Regions from separate parts of the Mus musculus genome. Here region 1 is linked to region 2. A link is a contact called in public HiChIP or PLAC-seq data. All regions are on one chromosome and are shown on one strand. Each heading gives the region's core, a stretch centred on a gene start, on an enhancer-like site or on the middle of the called end of the contact. The rest is flanking DNA. Distances are from core to core; before and after follow the strand shown. Region 1 overlaps Bcas3 (breast carcinoma amplified sequence 3). Region 2 overlaps Bcas3 (breast carcinoma amplified sequence 3).

The links. HiChIP or PLAC-seq counts read pairs in DNA pulled down with a chosen protein or histone mark.
Region 1: an H3K27ac HiChIP or PLAC-seq map of T-cell acute lymphoblastic leukemia shows a contact between it and region 2, with 2.6 times the contacts expected there. The contact joins two enhancer-like sites. A contact is called at or near these places in 3 of 484 Hi-C or Micro-C datasets (the AML12 cell line, adipose-derived mesenchymal stem cells and colorectal tumor organoids) and 1 of 115 datasets of contacts at active chromatin or transcription factors (T-cell acute lymphoblastic leukemia).

Annotation. Positions count from the first base shown.
Region 1 is chr11:85,736,400-85,740,138 of GRCm38.p6, forward strand. All of the region lies in intron 22 of Bcas3 (breast carcinoma amplified sequence 3), which reads left to right. Among named protein-coding and RNA genes, the nearest start is that of Bcas3os1, 19 kb to the left of the region's middle. Within about 2 kb of position 1,587, at least 16 of the 459 cell types and tissues checked have an H3K27ac peak or open chromatin away from gene starts, as enhancers often do. A contact at or near this core is called in T-cell acute lymphoblastic leukemia, where this site is marked.
Region 2 is chr11:85,540,220-85,543,778 of GRCm38.p6, forward strand. The region is part of intron 16 of Bcas3 (breast carcinoma amplified sequence 3); the gene reads left to right. Among named protein-coding and RNA genes, the nearest start is that of Bcas3os1, 180 kb to the right of the region's middle. Within about 2 kb of position 1,267, at least 13 of the 459 cell types and tissues checked have an H3K27ac peak or open chromatin away from gene starts, as enhancers often do. A contact at or near this core is called in T-cell acute lymphoblastic leukemia, where this site is marked.

The DNA.
Region 1 (3,739 bases), core at 337-2,836, 200 kb after region 2:
CCAGCCTGCATCTCCTTCAAACCCCAGGTCGTAATGGCAGAAGTAGCACTGTCATCTTTTAAGAGATGCTGTTCAGGCTAAGACCTTGCTAAGGTAAGTTTGTCTTTCCTGGTGGATTAGGAAGGAGGTGTGAGTGTTCATTTAACTGTAGAGGCGCCCCATGCACACCTGCAAGGCCAGCCTGTGTTAGACCCATGAAAGGAGGGAGGGAAGATGAGGTGCACAGACAGCAATCACAACATAGGATCAACCCATTCATCAAGATGCTTCTCTGATAGTTTTAATGCAGAGCTCGTAGAGGGGACTATGGATACCAGTCCTCACAGCAGGCCTTGTGCTGTGCTGTGACCTACCAGGTCCTGGTGATGCTCAGGTGGTTGCTGGAGGTTTGGTGGTGCCTTGGTATTAAAGGGCCTGGGCCACATTAGGATCTTGAAAGATATGGGTGAGATTGAGAAAGAAACACGCTCATGGTATTTACCAACCAACAAAACATTTAAAGCCACCCCTCTCCACTTCCTAGCATCTCTCCTGCTAGATGAACCACACAGGGCAAGCTTGCCATTTTCCCACCCTTTAGTCCCAATGGTAGAACAGGTTGTTTCTGACTGTCTGTGTTCTCTTGCCTCTCTAATGTCATTTTGGAACTTTAACTTCGACCTTGAGTTATATTTCTAAATGCTGTGGAGGAGAGGATGTGTCTCATGCCTCAGCTAGCTCCTTGAGATTGTGGGGCGGTCATGCCGGGCCAGCCCCTCTCAGTCTGGCTAGGATTTCTGGTCATCTCCAGCCCCCATTTGATTCTGAGCTTCCCTTCTGCTCTTTATTTGTAACTTCTCAACCTCCAGCGTGGATGTTTACCTCCCTGTACATCGCTGCAACACGAAACCGCTCTGTCTTCTGACAGCAAATAAACTGGCTTTAATGGGTGTTCAGCTACAGCGGCAGCTCCAGGGTTAAAAGTTTTAGCAGGCAGACTGGCCAGCAGGAGTTAGTGGTGTGGAGTACAAGGGACGCCAGGCTGTCTCTAAATTTTTTGGCCCTCCCCAAGTACAGAGATGAAGGAAGAGCCTCTATAAATCACTGGAGATTAGAGGCCCTGTTCTTGCCGACTCCGCAGGGTTGCACTGCTTAATGTCAAAGCCTCACGTATTACTTTAACAGCACTCCTTTCTTTATTAAATCCACTTTGAAATATATATATATATATATAAAAGATGATCTTTCCAGTAAGGGGGAGAAGGCTAAAAGGATTTAGAAAGTATCTGTTATGTTACATTACGGAGACTAATAACTGTTTAGGGAATAAGTAACATTTTTGCACCATCTTAAGCCATAAAAGAGAGAGCAAGAGAGAAGTATAAAGGTCCATTCCTTAGAACCAACTTGCTGGAGAGTTTATGTCACCCTGTGTCCTTGCCTTCTAGCTTCTTCAAAGGCTGAGCTGAGGCCCTGGGAAAATGGCGTGAACATTAGTGAGAGCAAGAGCAAGTCTGGGAATACACTTTTGTGGCTAAATGTTTTAGAATTAGGAAGGGCGAGGAGAGGAGAAGAGGAGGGGGCTCAGGAGGGAGTACAGTCAGGGAAAGAGTTCTACTTTTGTACTTAAAAGAAAAAATGCAGACTGTGTTGGTTTGAGGCTAGGCTTATCTCCTTCATCTGACTTTAATGAAGACATATTTCAAGCAGCTGCAACCATGTCAGATGTCATATTTTGGCTCAAAACTTCCACCTTCCAAGTGGGAGGTTTCTTGAGACCTAGAAGTCCATAGTAATTATAAGCTAATTGGCTAGCACTGGCAGCAATCTGATTGTCACAGAGCTGAAGTCGGAACCAGTTTCTATAGGTGAAGTCAGAGTGGCGAGAGCTGCTAATTTGTAAAGCTAATGCTGAGTGCATGGCCTTCATTACGCCATTCTCTCTGCTTACGGGTTTGTTAAAATGTCATAACAGAAAAACAAATCAGTTTGACTAAAATGCTTAGCACTAAATGCAAAAATAAACTTGACGTGAGCTAACATCTTAAATCACCAATTACAGCATTTTAATCTATACTTTCAGAGAGGTCTTAGGATGAACAAAGCCTCACAGAGAATTGGTCGCCTCTAACTTTCTACTAGTCAGAGTCTAAAGGTTCCTTGTATTTGTCTCTTTCAGTCAAATGGCAATTACTTAAGCAGAATTATTTCAAGAGGGCAGGATTCCTCATTAAAAGCCTTCAGAGTCTAAGGAACAAAAAGTGTTCAAGGGATTTTGTTAGCTTGCCTGTTTTAGCCAAGAGCATTTTGTTTTTAAAGTTTCTTTTGTTTATTCAACAAACGATTGACTAACAACTGCTATGCCAGCAGAGCCTTTGCTGGCCGCCAGTGGTAAGATAACTAGTAGCCAGAGCTCCCGCTGTGTGAGGGGCTTGCAAGCTTCAGCAGGCCGGTAAAAATATAAATGAGTCTGGTTGTGGTGATTGGTGCCTGTAAGCTCAGGAGGCTGAGAGAGGAGACCAAGTTCAAGACCAGCCTGAGCTACATAGGAAGATTCTGTTTCAAAGGAGAGAAAAATCGAATGCAGATTAAATGTAAAGTCACAGTGAAGCTTTAAAAGTAAGGGTCAGTTTCAAATGTTGTTGTACTCAATTGAAGGAAGACATTTACTCTATTTGTATAGCTGCCAGAGTATGAGCTAAGGAAAAAGTGTGAGCTTTGAGAGGGGCTGGGAATTTCTATTCTTCAGTTTTTATTTTATTTAATATTTGGTATTTCATACATGAATACAATGTGTTTAGATCTAATGAACCTCTTTGAGCCGATTCTTGCGTTGTTCTGGTATGATGTGATTCCCTTCTGCATTTTCAACTGTAAAAGGGGTTCACACCTTTAAAATGTGGTTCAGATTTCCAAGTGGGGAAACCAGCCTGTTTTGCAGCATTTCCCACCCACTCACTCACAGGTTGAAGCGCTTTCTTCTGAGATACAGTCTGGAGATGCTGTTTCTGCAGAGTCCTGCCACAGTGAATCCACATGGTTCTTCGTTCATAGCAGGCTGTGCTGCACACTAGCTTTCATGGCTCTAGGATGGCTGCCCAGTCTTAAAGTAGCTGCTCTTAAAATAGCTGGAAATGGATGCAAAGTTCAGGTTTAGTTAAAGGGATTTGCAGGCGCTTGCATGTGTGCTCACTTGCATGCCTGTGTGGGTGCTCATGTGACTGTGTGTGTACTCCATAGGACCATTTACACAGGATCCATTGTGAGAGCAAATGCCTGGTGTGGGGGGAGAGGAGGAAGAGGGGGAGGCCTGCACCTAACCATCTTGGAACAGTTGCTCAGAGCAGCATTTAGTGTTTTATTAGGAGAGAACAAGTCTATAAAAGGAACAAGAGGTTCAATCATTACAGAGTGGGCGACAGGAGGCAGCTGCCAGGATGACTTTGAAACCCTTTGCGATCCTAGAAGAGTTGCCACAAGTAACACACTGCAGCTGCTGGGATCCTTCAGTGGAGACGCAGAACTTGGCACCCACTCCTGCAGCAGTGGGACTCTAGGGTCACCAGTGTTTTCTTTAGATAAGTTCCTACCCTGCTCTCACTGCGGTTCCTGTATTCATTCTCTTTTGTTTTCAGGTAGGTTTGAGAGAATTAGAAGCGGACAGCCCCCTAGTGTGATTTAAAGAGAAAAGAAAGATCTTGCATGCTTGGGGGTTGGGCAAGTAAGACTGGGTTGGGAGAACTCAGGGGCTCATCCCACT
Region 2 (3,559 bases), core at 17-2,516:
GTGTTCATTTGAGTGTGTGTGCTTTGTCTACATGTGTAATGTATTTACCATAGTTTCAGTTTCTAGTTTTTGCGCCAAATAAGTAGAGTACTTAAACCATACGATAGTTTATTGCATTTTGCTGTAAATCTGGGGATTCCTTATTTGAAAGAAGTCTACTATATACCATATTGAAAGTCAGCAGGCATAGCAGTCGACAGAAGTTTGACATTATTTATGCTATGCTAGTCTCTCTTCTGTTGCATATGGAAGAACTTCAACATTATCTATCTTTTTCTAATGAAAATCTTTTACATCTTGAGTTTGTAATTTAAATTGGCATGCCAAATATGTCTCAAATTAGTCAGCTGTCTGGTTCGGCTTCAGTTTGTCTTACAGATCTGCAGATTGAAAACCACCAATGCCATAGACCTGTCTGCTAGGGAGAAATTAAAATTCCATTAATGAACAAATTAAATGTTGGGGCTAATTTGCAGGACTGAGAGAGGAAGTATTTGGTCACATCATTTGCTTAAGAGAAGGTACACAGAGGCAGTAGACGCTTTAAGTACCATGTCACTGAAGTGTCGTGCTAGAGTTTTCTAGCCTTTCCCTTCTGTTTACCCTTCACCTCTGTGTGCTGATCATTACATCATTGTAAGCCCTGCTTTTTCAGTTGATTACAGAACTTGATCAGCTAAAGAATAGCACGATGGGGTATGTGTATAGATTCATCTTGTAAATTCCAGTTGCTGCTTTAGCTCTGAAGTGGGACAGACAGGCTTGGGTAGGCTGGTAGTACACTCTGTAGTCTCAGAACTCAGGAAGCTGAGACAGAAGGATCACAAACTTGAAACCAGCCTAGGAAACATAGAAAGCCACGTTGATTACTGATCAAATCTTAATAGTTACCTTTTACCACTGAAACCAGGTTATAGAGGATTATGTTCAAATGAGATCTGTTGGAACTGGAGTTATAGGCAGCTTCGAGCCGCTGTGAGTGCTGAACCCAAGTCCCCAGGAAGAACAGTAGTTCTCTAACCACTGAACAACCCCTCCAGCCTCTCTTTAAAGTACTGTTCATTACCGTTTGTGAGATTCTCTGAGTTAGAATTAATAGGTAATTTTATATTAGTTTCTAAAGGATTATACTTCTCTAATAACCACTGCTGGGTTTTTCATTCATTGAATAGTTATTTTTCCTTTCGGTTTGTCGGTTGGAATTCAGACCCACAGGAACATGTTATGACATGGAGCCTGTTTTCTGTGATGAGATTGTTAAGGCTGAAAAACTGATAGTGACTGCAGATTCTTCAGAGCTGTCTCTACTGCTCTGAGCTGACTTGTGACTTTCTTTATTCCACCCAACACTCCCACTAGTTCACTCTGTGATCTCCTCCCTTCCTGCACTTCAGTGGGAACCACAGCTGTGGCTTTCAGAGGCGGGTGTGTGAGGACAATCACAGGTGAAGACAGCTGCATCATGGACCCGGACTTTGTGACTTCATTTTTTCATTCTTTTGCTCTTGAAGAAAGATTAAGCAGCAGCATTTTAAAAGTGCAGCTGGCACTACCCTCAGTCGGCAGTGATGTGAGTCCCTGTGCCTGTGGAGTCGGGAGATCTTTCACATGTGTGTAGCAGAGCTCCAGTTTGCCAGACTGGGCAAGGAGTGGGCAAATGAGAGTCAGATGCATGCTAGGTCTACATACCAGCATAGGTCCTCACCCTGTCCCCAGCCCGGCATCATCCTTTCTGTGTAGCTGTTGGCCCGGATATCTTTCAACTAAAGCAGCCAGGCCACACTGTGCTGATACTGACCAAGGGTCTGCTCACTCGGTGTCACTGTGCCTGGTGGGCGAGTATATGACTGGAGACACTAGGAACATGGTGTAATTTCCTGGGAAATTATCAAGGGGGTCGGTCGGTCTGTCGTTCGGTCGTTTGTTTGTTTTAAAGTTTACTCATCACTTTTTGGGATGAAGTATGTTTCTGTTTTATAAATCAGGAAACTTAAAACTCTAAATGTTAGGAACAGATAGATTTTGTTCCATTTTTGTTTGTTTTTGTTTTTGTTTTGTTTGACACTTGAAGAAGTCTTGAGTTATAGAGGAATGAGTGGATAATTTCAAAACAAAGTTTCAAATTCTTTACTTTGCAGTATATCTGTGAATATTAGAGTATCCAGTGTGCCCTGTCAGTATTTAGATCAGCAGTATTTTGATACTTACAGTGATTTTTTTTTTCCCGAGACAAGACTTCTCTGCGTAGCCCCGGCTGTCCTGGAGCTCACTTTGTAGACCAGGCTGGCCTCGAACTCAGAAATCCGCCTGCCTCTGCCTCCCGAGTGCTGGGATTAAAGGAGTGAGCACCACACCTGGCCTACAGTGATATTTTAATGCAGCTAAAAGATAATGTTCTGTGGGTCACTGGGGAAATCAATGGAAGGCCACACTGTTGATCTTCCTGCTTGGGTGGACAGTTAACTACACCTTTGTCTGTTTGTTTTTGTTTTTTGTTTCTGTTTTTGGTTTTTCTATGTAACTTTGTAGATGAGGCCTCACAGAGTTCCCCTTGTCTCTGCCTCTTGAGTGCTGGGATTAAAGGCGTCAGGTGTCTGTAACTAACCCTTTAAATCTTCCTGAGTGTGGGCAGGTTAGTGTACCCCTCCCTCTCTCTCCCTCTCCCCTCAGCTCCCCCTACCTTTCTCCTATTGTCATGGTTCATGCTCCTGTCTCTCTCCCTCCCTCCAGTAACTGCCCACGTTTATGTCTATCTTTGTATCTGTTGCATTTTGAATCCCAGAATCATGCTCACTGTTATGAGAACATTTTGCTCAACCTTTGATTTGTTCTGGAATGTATTCTGTTTGTTTGGAAATTAATGCTAATTAGCAGGATTATGTTTCTTCTTAATATTCCAGTCTCTAGTTTTGGAAAAGGAAATAACCATGGCTTATGAATATGTGTTCCTCTTCAATTTCTTGTGTCTTTCAATTGTCAGATGCCATAGGAAAAATTTTTTATGAATATAATTAAATCACCAAGGTCTATTTGTGCATAGCATGTCTTAAATAACTGGGAATTTTAAGCAGAAATACATGTATCATTGAATTCTGACTTTGCATCCCTAAACACGTTGTCTACCATCACCACTTGCAGTCAGGTAGAGGAGGCTGTATTCTTGTACTCGTTTTCTGGAATGTTACGAGAATTAGAAATCATTCCATTGTTTTTGCTAGTGATCCACAGAATAGCAAGCAGCTCAGCTCACTGCTGATAAGCAGTATGACAACTGTGTGGCTGAGAGACAGCCGCTAGGTGCACATTGTCATGTCATGGTGCAGTTGTCTTCAGCTGACACTGGATACTTTGTGTGGCATATAGTATGTATTATTCTCCCTCTGATCATCCCTCTGATTAATGTGTACTTTATGTCTAAGGGCTCAGCCATGAACTTCATTTTAAACTGGAAGTGCCACAGGGGTGCTCCAGAAAAGGGGGAGAAATAGAAAAAAATCAAATCTACATTTGTATGGAAACTAAGGGCCTTGTTTCTGTACCTCATATATATATATTGGTT